Linked DNA regions of Xenopus laevis: region 2 is linked to region 1. The links are chromatin contacts, called in public Hi-C maps. All regions are on one chromosome and are shown on one strand. The core of a region is the stretch at or near the end of the contact, and the rest is flanking DNA. Distances in the headings are between cores, read along the strand shown.

Region 1 (7,418 bases), core at 3,321-5,820:
TATTGCCCGAAACCCAGCGCACATCAAAAAATCATTGGGAAGTCTCCCATTAACTTATATGCAACCTCGACAGGTCTGAGATGCCGGATTTTCAGATAAAGACTTTTCCATCCATGGGGTTTGGTAAATTCAGGAAAAAACCCCGTAAAAGTCTGATTTTATATAAAAAAAATTTTTTTTCATGATTTTGGCATTCGGAGTTTAGTAAATAACCCCCTTAGTATGTTAAAGCATGGCTAATTCTAAGCAACTTTTCAATTGGCCTTAATTTTTTCTTTTATATAGTTTATTATTTGTCTTCTTCTTGTGACTCTTTCCAAGTTTTAAATGGGGGTCACTGACCCTATCTAAAAAAGCAAATGCTCTACACATTTAGGGGTAGATTTATCAAGGGTAGAAGTGAATTTGAGGGAATTTTAGAAGTAAAAAATTCGAAATTCGAAGTAATTTTTTCGATACTTCGACCATCGAATAGGATAGTACGACATCGAATTTACTTCAACTTCGATTTGAAGTAAAAATTATTCGACTATTCGACCATTTGATAATCTAAGTACTGTCTCTTTAAAAAAAACTTTGACTTCAATACTTCACCAACTTAAACCTGCTGAATTGCTGTTTAGCCTATAGGGGACCTCCTGTGTATTTTGCTAAAAATTTTTAAGTCGAAGGATTTTTTTTGAAAATCGTACGATAAAATCGTTTGAATTGTTCGATTCGAAGTACAATCGTACTACGATCAGAATACGATCGTAAGATGTATAAAATCCTCCGACATCGAATTCAAATGTCGGAGGATTCTATTCAAAATTTTTTCTACCTCGAAATTCGACCCTTGATAAATCTGCCCCTTATTGTTATTGCTACTTTAGATTACACATCTTTCTTTTCAGGCCCTCTCCTATCCATATTACAGTCTCTTGTTCAAATCAATGCATAGTTGCTAGGGTAATTAGGACCCTAGTTACAAGATTGCTGAAATTGAAAACCAGCAAGCTACTGAACAAAAAGCTCAAAAACCATAAATAATAAAAATTGAAAACCAGTTGCAAATTGTCTTAGACTATCACTCTCTACATCATACTAAAAGTTAATTTAAAGGTGAACAACCCCTTTAAGGATATTCTGAAATCACTGGACAATATACTTGGGCTAGAGCATTAAGTGGATTCCATTAGGGCATATGGAAACGGGGAGAGGGATCAAACAGTAAAAACACATGTCTTTATTTGCATTTCTTTGAATACAACAAGTCTCATGAAAGTCCCACATTTATACAGCTGGCATTTGGTAGTATACATCGTTCTGATGCCTAGAGGCACTGAGACTTGTTTAATCTGTACAGAAGAAAAGCAAACTAGGCCAGCAAAGATGGTAAGAGGTTGAACAAATTAGCTTAATTTTTCATATGTACAAAATCCTGACCTTGATAATTTTTTCTTATATGAGCACTTACCTTTACCCTTTACAAAAAAAACAAGATCTGGACCTAATATGGAACCTAATCTGAGTCATAATTTGCAAACTATGATATTATGATAAATAACTTGATAAAAATGTTGAAATTAATAAAATGTTGTTATGGTCAGTTATCAAGAGCATGTGGATTATGGATTTGGTGCAGTTGAACCCAACCGAATCCTCCTATATTCTCTGTGATATGAAAGCACATTTAATTTCCCTTGTAAATACAGTGAAAGGTATTTACCTGCATCACACCAAACACATAGCACTGCCAAAGTGCATTGACATTCCAATTACTCCTTCATATAGCTATAGCTAACTATGCCCCCAGAAACACAGATATCAGGCATATGTGATAAAAGTTAAAAATTTAAAAAAGAATTCTATTTTTTCCCATAAATAAGGAGAGCAAATTTCTTCTTTTCACGTTCTATATTATGCTGTTACTACACCACAAATTTTTAAAGACCTGCTTAAAGGTGCCGGGGTATTTTTGGTGCAGAAAATAACTTTTTCACTGAGACTATTTATTACATAGACTGCACACTGGTGCAAACTTTAAAATATTCCATCTTTTTAAGTGATTTTTAATGGTTTTAAAATTAATAGTAAATGGCTGAATTTATTGGTCTTACTGTAGCTGATGGATTGGAGTTAATTGCTAATTTATTGCTATGAGTTACTACTGCAGAGTAAAATGTACTCTTAATTTGTTACTCCTCCACCCTCTTTCCATCCTAATAGATCAGATTAATGAAGCATAACTTATATTTTGATATATTTACCATTATACATAAGGTTTGAGTGTCTGGGGGAGTTGCTTAACCACAAACCGATGTGGTTTGTTTGCTACAGGAATAGGATTTGTATTGAACATACTTTTGTATGTGTTTCTTGAACTAAAAAATTGCTGCTTCTCCAGGTCCAGATACAGATAATTAGATTACCTGGCACCTCTGGTAATTTAATTATCTACCTCGCAAGGAGCAAACATGGAGTAGCTTTAATTTCCTGTTTGCCCTGTTTAGCCCAAAAAATTTAAAAGCTTAGCTTTTTGTCATTAAAACAATAGGAAAATAGCACAAGAACTATTCATAGAACCCTTACTCAGTTTGGACGACTATTCATAGTTAACTAAAGTTAAACAACAGGATATACTGTCTCTTTAACTCCCTGTCAGGGGCATGTGTGCTATGCCCAAAGCAAGCAAAGGCTCGCTAGGCTGAAGGAGGGTGGTTTGCTCATGAAGCACACAGATCTCACAGAAACTTTACTTTGGCATGCACTGCCCTGGGCTGTGCAAAACAAACTTTCTGCAAATAATTGCTACATTAGTATTAAGGAAAGATGTACTAGTATTAAACACAATGCATTCCTATACACAGCTCTGCCTGCAGAATTAAGTTTTAGTATTCTGGTTAATGGACTGTTCAGCCTGCACTCATGCAACTCTTGCGCAGCTACAGTTTTCAGCATCCACTTCTAATAAGGGGTCCCAAGAGGGGAATAAAAGGAAAAAGGATTAGAGCGGCCATCTCTCCCCTTCAAAACTAGACTACTTAATGCACACCGCCTAGTACTGAAATTCAAGCTACTGTACAACGACTGCTCCCTCCAACAACGCAGCTCAGAGCCTGTGGGTAAATACCCTTAGCTCTCTAGTTCAGTGGTCCCCAACCAGTAGCTCGTGAGCAACATGTTGCTCAGTCCCGGACTGGCAATCTGTGGGTTGCTATAAGGTGCCATAGAAAGTCAGTATTTAGTGGGTTGTTTGGGCCTCTGTGTGGGCTGATTGGGCTTCTGTATAACTGAAATGCCAGGGCCTATTTTAATTCTCAGTCCTGACCTGATGTTGCTCTCCAACCCCTTGGATGTTGCTCTCAGTGTCCTCAAAGCAGATGCTTATTTTTGAATTCCAGGCTTGGAGGCAAGTTTTGGTTGTATAAAAACCAGATGTACTGCCAAACAGAGCCTCAATGCAGGTTGCTAATCCACATAGGGGCTACTAAATGGCCAATCACAGCCCTTATTTGGCACCCCAAGAACATTTTTCATGCTTGTGTTGCTCCCCAAATCCTTTAACATCTGAATGTTGCTCACGGGTTCAAAAGGTTGGGGATCCCTGCTCTAGTCCATGGGGAATTGTTATCAAAACATCACAAAGCTCCCCAGATACATGAATGGGAGGTGCAACAGCTTCTGCCCTATAGAGAAAATGATCACCTAAAAACACAGATCATGAAGGGTGACCCATATTGCCCACCTATAGGAGTAGCCGCTTTAAAAAAAGAACACGTGTGCCGCAGCCCATTGTAGGGTAACCCCATCACCAGATAAACCAAGGACGCTTCTAGAAATTTATTATTTCATTGATTTTAGTCAGTACAGCTCAGTCACTTGCATCCCTCATTAAAATAACCTGGTCACCTTACGTTTGGTGAAGTATTGCCGACTGGCACAAAATGTTGCAAAGCAAACTGATCTGTCAGGCTTTACTTAAAATAACCAAAGATATATAAAATTCTGTGACGCCTCAAATCACATAACCTGTCTGTATGAATCAACCTGCATCTGGTGCACAAAACGCGTAAGGTTCGTGTGTCACAAACCATTTATAGAGTTGAATATATTATTGCTTTAATTGTGACAGTTTCCCTGTGTTCCAGAATACTAAAAGGGTCACGTGTTGAAAGTCAATAATGTACATATACAAATGATATAACAACAGATACACACTGTTATTATATGTCCTTTGTCATCAGCATTTTTATACTAAAGTGCCCCTGTGATACTGGGGCCCTCTCTGCCCTTGAAGCAGCCCACACGAAGGGGGCAGGTTGGCAGCCCCACAGAGCACAGGGGCTTGAGTTTAGCAGAAACAGCCTAGTGAGCTGGTGAGGCTGCAGTGTGAGCCTGTGTGAGAGACAGCAGCACTTCCGGGATAAGCTGCGCTCCCAGGGGCTGCGGAGGGAGGGTTGCACTCACAGAACAGCAAATGCTATTCAGCCCGGGCAGTTTCAAGGCGCCCTTGCTGGGGAATTACTGTATAGTCTGTAGCTACGGCTCTGTACCTCCAGCGCTGGATCTGTGTGTGCAGGAGGGGAGGGGAAGCTACGGGAAAGGAAGCCAAGTGGGAAGCCTTAAAGTTACTCTGCTGCAACCTACACACAGAGCCGGGGAGGCAGCCCGTCCTTTGTATTCATGCAATAAGCCATGTCCAGACCTAGGGCAACTCGGCCTCTGATACCGGCTGCGGGTGTGAAGGCATGCTGGGAAATGTAGTGCGACAGAAACGCTTCAAATAATAATTGTCTAATAATGCTATTCTCCCCCCTTTGTCTGGTGGCTGTAACTTGCCATGCCTAAGGATGGAAGTAGGGTTGCCAACTGGCCAATATTTTACCGGCCTGGCCTGTAAAAATAATGGTTGATCCCAATGTATTTTTTTTTCAGAAAAGGTGGCAACCCTAGATGGAAGCAGACATGGCTACTCTGGGAGATTAGTCACCCAGCGACAAATCGCCTCTTCTTCAGGCGACTAATCTCCCCTAAATGCCTTCCCACCGCCTATAATGTAAATCCCCGGCGGGGTGGCATTAGGAATGCTTAGTTTTCCTTAGTTGCCTCATGAGGAAACCAGTAGGGATGCACCGAATCCAGGATCCGGTTCGGGATTCGGCCGAATCCTTCTGTCTGGCTTAACCAAATCCAAATTTGCAAATGCAATTTAGGGGTGGAAAAGGAAATCACGTTACTTTTTGTCACAAAACAAGGAAGTGAAAAATGTTTTCCCCTTCCCACCCCTAATTTGCATATGCAAATTCAGATTTGGTTCAGTATTTGGGGAATCCTTGGTGAAGGATTCGGGGGTTCGGCCGAATCCAAAATAGTGGATTCGGTGCATCCCTAGAAACCGGGCGACTTCGGAAAGCTGAAGTTATCTGAGTGCCACTAGGGTTGCCCCCTGGCCGGTATTTTACAGGCCTGGTCTGTAAAAATGATGGCTGATCCCAATGTTATTAATAGGGAATAAAGATAAATATATAGGAAGGCCGGTATGATTTCCAAAAAAGGTGGCAACCCTAGTGGCATCCCGCCGGCGATTTACATTGTAGCCGGCGAGAAGGCATTTAGGGGAGATACAGACTGATACATTAGATAGCTTTAAGAAGCGGTTGGTGGCTTTTTAGCAAGTGAAGGGAATACAGGGTTATGGACAGGGTTTGACTGGGGGGCCCGGGGCCCACTGGGACTCCTGTCCAGGGCCCCCCTCTGGACCCCCTACTGCGACGCCGCGTATGCGCTGCAAATGTTTTTTTTTTGTAGGGCCAGGAGATCGGGAGAGGGGGTCTGGCCCGGGGGGACCCATAAGGGCCGGGCCCACCAGGTTTTTTTCCCAGTGTCCCACCGGGCCAGTCCAACCCTGGTTATGGAAGATAGCTCATAGTACAAGTTGATCCAGGGACTGGTCCAATTGTCATTTTGGAGTCAGGAAGGAAAATTTCCCCCTCTGAGGCAAATTTTTAGAGACTTCTAATGGTCAACTAGCAGTTAGGCAGGTTATATATAGACTTAAAAGGTCAAAATTGATTGTGAGGTGTCTAATTTACTATGTTACTGTTACTAGATCATCCTTCTGACTCAGATTCATAAAGACATTTTTATGCTAGCCATACACTGCATTTTTGGCGAGGTTGCCAAACAAGTAGAGCTTTGCCCAGTTCGTACTCCCATATGTTGTCTGTCTCGGTCTAAGCTAAAATGATACCACGTGGGGCTAGCTTGAGACTTTACTAGTGGAGCTTAATAGGGTGCCCATATCCCACACCGTACTGTGCTCAGGGCAAGGAGAAATAAGACACACCCACCAATACAGACAGGAAGTGCAGATAATCTGGAGAACCATTTGTAAGGCCCTCCTGGCGTAAGCACACGTGTTATCCATACCTTAAGCCAGGGGTCCCCAACCTTTTTCAACAGTGAGCAACATTCAGATGTAAAAAGAGTTGGGGAGCAACACAAGCATGTAAAATGTTCCTGGGAGGTGCCAAATAAGTGCTGTGATTGGCTATTGGTAGCCCCTAAATGGACTGGCAGCCTACAGGAGGCTCCATTTGGCAGTACATCTGTTTTATATGCAACCAAAACTTGCCTAAAGTCAGGAATTAAAAAACAAGCACCTGCTTAGAGGCCACTGAGAGCAACATCCAAGTGGTTGGTGAGCAACAAGTTGCTCACGAGCTACTGGTTGGGGACCACTGCCTTAAACTGTCCAAGTCAATGCAGGCTGGTTTGAGTTGTTGAACCGTGAGATGGAGCCCCATTGTACATGAGATTTAGTAACTGAAGAAATCGTATTAAAAGTCAAAGTTAGAGCCTACATTTCAGTTTAACTCATGTGATGCCACCCAAACCACTCAGGAAGCCTCCTCAGGACTTAGATCATTAGAGGGAAGAGCCTGGAGAACTATTGCAGACACAGGCATTTAGCACTGGCAGACTTTGCATTCATTCGGTGCATAACACAACTATCACACACAAGGTTCACTTGCAGCTGTGGCAGGCTCTTATTTATTGTTTAATGTTCTTTCTAAGGGCATTGCTGCATTTGTTTGCCCCTACAATGTGTACACCTAGTGGAGTGCTATATTTGAGATGCATGGTAAATGCAATAAAAATGTTAGAAATGCCTCAAACATAAAAAACGTGGTGCAACAGCCAAATGTATCTGCAGCAGATGAATTATTTTTTACTGCATTTATAATGTGTCTGATATCTGGGCAGTTCCATTGTGACTTTGCTAGTAGGGGTCCATGGCCCTGTTGCATCAGTCAATGCTACTATGCTGTTTGCATATATTTCATCTCTTCCATGGGCTTATTCTTTTTGTTGTTTTTCTTACTCCCATGCACTTCATTTAACATCTCTTCTTACCCCTCTATATCTCTATGTCT
Region 2 (7,418 bases), core at 3,670-6,169, 100 kb after region 1:
GTTTGGGTTTCTGAGAACTGGAACTGAGAACTCGAGTGAGTTTAGAGGACAAGGAAAGGAAAATTTATTCATGGGTGCCAAATTTGTTTTCCCCAGGCCGGTGTTCCTTTTAGGAGAAAACTGTGTGGGACTGGGATAAAACTAACAGAGCACTGCACCCACATTACTAGACCAAGCCAAGACTATCTGGGAATAAGGTTACTATTAGCTAATTCTCTGGGCCGGTGTAGTATTTTCCTAAAAGGAGTAACAGACCAGGGGAAAAAATGTAGCAATTGAATTTACTTTGGATTACATAGCATATTTGCGCTGCCCAATGAATCAACCATTCCTTGTCCTTTCACTGAGATAGGGGTAATTAAATGAATAGAATAAATGCAGATGTTGGTCTTTACCTAAATAAGCAAAGTATATTCAAATTTAGCTGTCACGAGATTTAAAATAAGCAAGGGTTATGTATATCTGCAGAGATTATTAACCGGTATACTTCAGATTACAAGCACAACAGTTTTTAGAGTGCATTTTAATGAAAAGAAACCCCTTCCTCAAACAAAGAACACGTCCATCTTGGTAATTAAAGAAAGACTCTGCAGGATAAGCAGCAGTGCTAATAATTTCTTTAGGATGAGAGCTGTACAAGCATGTCTGAACACAGAAAGAAATATAGACAGTAAGATATTATAGGTAGACTGGAAACGTGTGTTAGTACTGGTGCTAAGAGGCTCAATTGGAAGGGCAATGGGACACTGGTTGATTGCCAACATTCACCACAATTTCCATCTGGTACTGCCAACATTTCACCACAATTTCCATCTGGTACTGCCAACATTTCACCACAATTTCCAGCTGATACACTCTCTGGTCAGGCAATAATTTTTTGAATGCTGCATATCTTTCCGGCAGAAAAACAGTAGGAATTGCTTCATGTGCCATTGCCGTTAAAGGAAGATTGATGGAAAAAGTCTTTGTGGACTTTTTTCTAATGCAGAGATAAGTCTTGTTTTTGAAAGATTAAAGGTGGCCATCCATAGACATGTCCATTTTATATCATTTGTGAGGTCACCAAACAAGCTACATTCTTACAGAAAAATCCATTGGGGCCTATGGAGACCCATCAGATGAGGACTGCATCAACACACCAATGTGCTCTTTCTCCGACTAGATTTTCCAAACCTATCCAGATAAGCTGATTATTTTCAGCCAGATATCAGTGGAGCAAGACAGTTAGTGGGCTCTATACATGGGCAGATAAGCTGCCAAGTTGGTCTAAAATAGAATCTTAAATCGGAAGCTTAAATCTGCCCATGTATGGTCACCTTAATATGAATCAGGCTTGTGTTGTAAATCCACAAGTTTTTTATAAAAACTCACCCATGTTCTATTAATTTCTATGGGATTTTTAGAAGCATATTTATCAATGGGTGAAAGTTGGAACGCACCATTTGGTAAATATGCTTCCAAAAATCCCGTAGGAATGAATAGTACGTGGGTGAGTTTTTTAATATATTATAATCTAAACACACATCTTGATAAATCTGCCAATTCAAATACAACCTATTTGGTTTTTCAGAAACTTCATGGCGGGGGGAGGAATTTAACCCTTTAAATGGTGCCATTGAGCTAGGCAATGTCCTCTTCTTATTGAACAAAGAAGAACCCTGAAATGTAGACAATGCTGGAAGCCTGTTACCTTATAGTTTAAGGGTGGTAGGGGCATGGTGAAAAAAAAATCACTTACATAAGGGGATGTTGGAATCTCTGCACATAAAATCTACTTATTCTGCACTTTTGAAGATTTGGTGTAAAATTGCAGAAAAAGTTCTTAATTAGCAACATGCTTGAATCTGAAGAAATGCTTCCTATTGACTATTATGGAATTTACATTTTTGGGGTAATTTCTCAGTGTGGTGCCTGACCACCCTGAAGCACCTGAAAGTGCAAGTACCAGTGCTTTCAGGAAGGGATTGAGCATTTACTATCATAGTTTATGGAAAGGTATAGTATGTGTGCCATTGACCTAAAGGTATAGAAGTCCCACAGAAAGAAACCAGTGTATATAATGTAATATAATATAATGTAATATCTCAACTGACTATTGTGTGCCAGTATTTCATGTAATTGTGTATTTTATGAAAAAATGGGTTGTAGGTCCTATATCAGCTCATTACAAAGTCTCCATTGTGAGATCATTACGATTAATCTCTTTTCAGGGAAGCCTGGATTGACTCTCATGTCATCTGACTGAGAATTTGGCAGATCACTAAATCTCACTGTCCCTCGGGCATCAGAAATTAGACTGTAAACTCGGTTGGGCAGGTAATCAATTATGACTGGGAAATTCTATGTTCGAATAAAATGAATAACAAAAGATATAGACTTCTAATTATTGGTCATGCAACATAATACTTGTGAGCAAAGCCAAAGGCCAGGCATGTATCATAAAATACAGAGGGCTATATAATTTTACAGTGTGGGTTTTCTCTCTTTGTGTTCTGATCACATATGGTCCAGCCTCACTAACTGGATGAATGTAAATATTTTCTGCCCTATCAGTTAATTACACTTTCATCAGAGACGCCACATCCAAAATCCAACTGCCAGCACTGCTTGCTGGATGTGCCTTTTTTTATCTAGGGCCAGAGTCATTGATAAAGGGGCTCCAGGCATTCGATTAAGTCAGTGGCCCCAAATCTGGGGGGCTGTAATCAGTGTAATGCAGGGATATCCAGTTGTTGTCAAACTACAACTATAAGGGGCCCATTCATTAAGTTCGAGTGAAGGAATAGAAGAAAAAAAACTTTGAATTTCGAAGTGTTTTTTTTGGCTACTTCGACCATCGAATGGGCTACTTCGACCTTCGACTACGACTTCGAATCGAACGATTCTAAAAATCGTTCCACTATTCGACCATTCGATAGTCGAAGTACTGTCTCTTTAAGAAAAAACTTCAACCCCCTAGTTCGCCACCTAAAAGCTACCGAGGTCCCCATAGGCTTGCCTAACTTTTTTTGGTCGAAGGATAATCCTTCGATCGTTGGATTAAAATCATTCGAATCGTTCGATTCGAAGGATTTAATCGTTCGATCGAACGATTATTCCCTCGATCATTCGATCGAAGTATTTGCGCAAATTCCTTTGATTTCGATATTTGAAGTCGAAGGATTTTCATTCCCCAGTCGAATATCGAGGGTTAATTAACCCTTGATATTCGACCCTTGATGAATTTGCCCCTAAATCTCTCCAACAGCAAAGGCATGGAGCTGTAGTGGAATTAGACAAGGAGGGACATAGGCTGGACATTCCTCATAATTAAGGTTAAATTATATTCCAGCTGTTAAACCATTTATATGCCCTTTCTGATTTTAGCAGAGACGCCTATGATGCTAGGTACCCAGGACAAATGCCCTTTCTGCCCTTCCGTTAGCATGACCTTGTCTCTCTCGGCCCCTGCAATGCTCCCTCTCCAGGGAAAAGGGTACTTTTTAAGATTCCTGTAACCTGCTGAATCACCCTCCCTTCCCAGAGCCTTGTGGTTAGTACTGTGAGAGGGCTGCCGGGAGATCAGGAATAAAAGCAGTGAAGCTGAACTGTACACAACAAAGAAAGGAAGCCAGCGGCCTGCTGAGATCCTATCACTGGGGTTGTGGGGACCCTAAGGGGACTTGCCAAATTGAAAATACACAAACATAAAAGACACATAATATGGATCAAAATAACACATTGTTTGTGCTGCTTTGTGATATTCATAAATGCAAAGAAATAAAATATTGGTTTAGGATTGTAAGCTCAACAGGGCAGGAACCTCTTTCCACTTGTCTCTTTAACATTAACTGCATTTTGTATTTATTCATATTTATTATTATATTGACGGCTGTTTGTTCCGTTAATGTATTGTTCTGCTGTACAGCACTTTGTGCATAAGCAGCACTATATAAATAAAAATAAACATACATACATAATAAATAGCCCTCCAATAAGTTCTGGCTTTACAAGGTGCAGTTACCCAGGACCTCAAACCTCAGGCCGGGCCCCTTGGCAAGACTATGGCCTTTACGAAAAACACAGGTTACATACAGTATTGCACTGTTTAACAATTATTATATTATTTGTTTTACATTATGAATATCCAACCTGAGGTCCTCCAGCTCTGGAACAACTCCCAGCATCTCACAAATAGAGGAAGCTATTGCTTAACTGGAGAGCTGCAGCTAGGGTTTATATGAGCAGGGTTAAAGCCTAAGGGCCCTTACTTATGGGCTTTGAAGCTTCGCTCCCCTGCGTTCAGCCGCAGGGGAGCGCAGGAGTAGACGCACTGAATTCTTTTCAATGCGGCTGTACTCACACAGACGCATGTAACTGCTGAACGCAGGTAAAATGCAACATGCTGCATTGCAACCTGCGTTAGATGCTTACATGCGTCTGTGTGAGTACAGCCACATTGAAAAGAATTCAGCGCATCTACTCCTGTGCTCCCCTGCGGCTGAACACATTAAACTGCAACGCTTTGAAGCGCAGCTTCAAACGCCGTGAGTAAGGGCCCTGACACTTATAAAATCTGCAATCCAAAGGGTTAAATAACAATTCATTTAGATGCACCCTGCATGGCTGTGCAGAGCGCAGTGCAGTCTGCAGCCTGCATCTAAAATAACTGTTAATTAGCCTCGCAAGTTGTCCAGTGCTAAAAGGCTGAAGTGGCAACCTTAGCTGTGTGTTTGACATTTCTGCCAGCATGAAGGCGTCCCTGTAGATATGCTAATAAAAATGCCTGTCTTTTTTTTTAGGATTCAGTTAGCAATAGAAAATGTTTGCTGCAAGCCTGCTGCCATGCAAGGGTTAAGCAGATGTGTGGGGGAGGCAGTCCATGGTATGAGCTGGAGGCAGTTAAGTTGTATGTTTGTACAGAGGGTGGGTGTGGTATCTCTTTGCTTACTGCCCCCCTCTCTCTGGTATGTAATGTAGGCTAGTGAAATGTGTATTGGGGGAAAGGTGTAGGTCTGACTTGCATCTTTATGAGCTGTGCAACTCTCCTTTTGCAGACTGACAGGCAGGGTTTTTTTTTATAGCCAGCAGTATTGTTTCCTTTCTCAATTTAACTCTTCCCTCCCCGTGTGCAGAGCAGCAAGAGATGAATACACGACTGCCTTTGTACATCACATTAGTAGTAGCCTATGTATTAAACCAAAAGAGGTTCAATACTGTAACAAATGTTTCATTGCAAAGTGCAGTTATTTCAGCAGAATTTCTTCATTTGCTTCTTTTATGTATTACACCAAAAGAGATTACCTTCTGCAACAAATGCTTCATTTGAAAGTGCAGAATTTCTTCATAGGCGTCTTTGTTAGATTGTAAGTTCTTGTGAGCTGGGTCCTCTCGCCCTTGTGTTTCTTTCAAATGTGACAGGTAATTCTGTTAATAGTGTGACCCAGCTTTATGATCATATGTGTCTAAGTTTGGCTTTTCCATTAGACCATAGACCCAATTCTGTATATGTGTGGGGTCATACTGTAGATCAGCGCTAAACTGCAGAGACACACTCTATCATAGATGAAGTCGGGTAGCTAGGGCATAGAACAATTGGGGGAATTTGTGCAATTGGCTATACACGTATTTCAATATGGGGGCAGAATTGTAATATTACTGCATGTGGTTAATGGTTTTCTCTTAAACACCCACAAAAACCAAGACTGTGTTCTGGAGAGAGAAAGGCCTTTTATAGCCAAATCGCCATATAATTTGCTCCATTTTCCTAAACTAATAAGTACCCTGGCATGGCAGGGTTGGACTGGACTCCAGAGACAGGGCCATTTTAATAAATGGACAAATGGGGCTCAGGGTTCACCCACAGACATATGAGCTGGTATAACTTTTGATGGAAGCATCCTGCAGAGGTGGTACAGCCCTCATTTTAATCATCTGGAAGAACAATATTTTCTCATTTATCTGCCCCGTGACTGGTGGTCCACTTACCTGGACATGCATTTCACATGCTTGAGAGAAATTCTATCACAAATTTCTTGGGGAAGTGGGGGCCCACCAATGAAATCTTTGCCTTAGGTCTGCTAGTGCTTTAATGTGGCCCTGCCCATAGGATCTATCTGGCCCCAGTCAAGTACAATTCCCACCACCCTTTTTTTTATTTTCCTGTGCATATAAAGTTATGTTTTGCAAACTCATTGCGACTCAACTGCCAGTGATAATACTGCATACTGTATTATGCTGTGTGTGCCAGTAAAACAGCTTAATATAAATTATTTTGCACAAAAAAAACAGATCTTAAAAATTTGCAATTATAAAGTGTGAGGTAATAACTGCCTGATGAACATTGTTACATTGTGAAGTAATGGTCCAATCTTGACACTTTTAAAGGCACCAGTACAAATGGCAAGATGGAATACAAGCCTTTACTAGACCTCAATGTCAAAGTAGCTTTAGTCCAAAATGGGAGTTAAAGAGATACTGACACCAGAAATTAAATCATTTTTACATTATATCATAGTATTGGCTTTGTTTGTGACTTATAATTTTGCCATAAAGTATTTGCTCAAAGCTTTTACATTACCCATCTGACTCCCCGTGCTCGTCTATGAGGGGGCTGCCATATTTGTGCAGCAGGAGTCCGTTAGCATTAGAAACTTTAACTGACAGTCTGAGATGGGACAGTCAGGTTGGCAAAAGAGTCAGGTTTAGGAACTTAAACTAAAAATTATATATAAAAACAGACCTCTCTGCAAAAAAAAACGATCAACATGACCTTTTAATGTACATTTATATTTTAAAAAGTATTTTTTTTGGCATCAGTATCACTTTAAATGGAGAAATATATTTCTTTACAACAAAAAAAAAATCAATGTAAATTGTATTCATTTTATGCCATCTTATGCCAAAATGTCTCCTTTATAACAAAAAAGTGGTTTCTGCAAACTGAAATCTATTTTCTGAATCCTTTAGCTTGAAAGCTCTTGTAAGCAGGCTCAGATACTATTTCTATTTTGTAACTCTTGTTTATTCATTTATTTAAGGACCCAGAGACTTTTGAAAAAGTTTTTATAAGTTATATGACACATTGGTATGATCACTGATAGTACTACAAAGTCATAAACGTGTTCCGTTAGAAAAAAAAGATTTTGTCACATAAAGTGTTTGTGTCTGGCTCAAATACACGGTGCACAGGGTCGGACAGGGCTACTGGGACAACGGGAAAAAACCTGGTTGGCGTTCTCTCCCACCAAGAACTGTGGACACTCTCCCGCACCCCCTGATCATGGCAGCAAGGAGGAAGTAATAGGTGTGCACATAAGGGGAAGTGACATCAGGTTTGACTTGTGGAGGAGTTTGTGACTGGGAAGGCCCTGCCGATGTGAGAAAACATATATGGCTGACCTCCAATCTGACATAGTGTGCACTGAAAAGCACTGCAT

What was found. Hi-C and Micro-C count contacts between places; a contact is called where the count stands out from the background.
Region 2: a Hi-C map of the XTC cell line shows a contact between it and region 1, with 2.4 times the contacts expected there. A contact is called at or near these places in 2 of 4 Hi-C or Micro-C datasets (the XL177 cell line and the XTC cell line).

What each region holds. Positions count from the first base shown.
Region 1 is chr1L:197,611,726-197,619,143 of Xenopus_laevis_v10.1, forward strand. No RefSeq gene overlaps it. Among protein-coding and RNA genes, the nearest start is that of atg10.L, 27 kb to the left of the region's middle.
Region 2 is chr1L:197,715,657-197,723,074 of Xenopus_laevis_v10.1, forward strand. No RefSeq gene overlaps it. Among protein-coding and RNA genes, the nearest start is that of ssbp2.L, 5.6 kb to the right of the region's middle.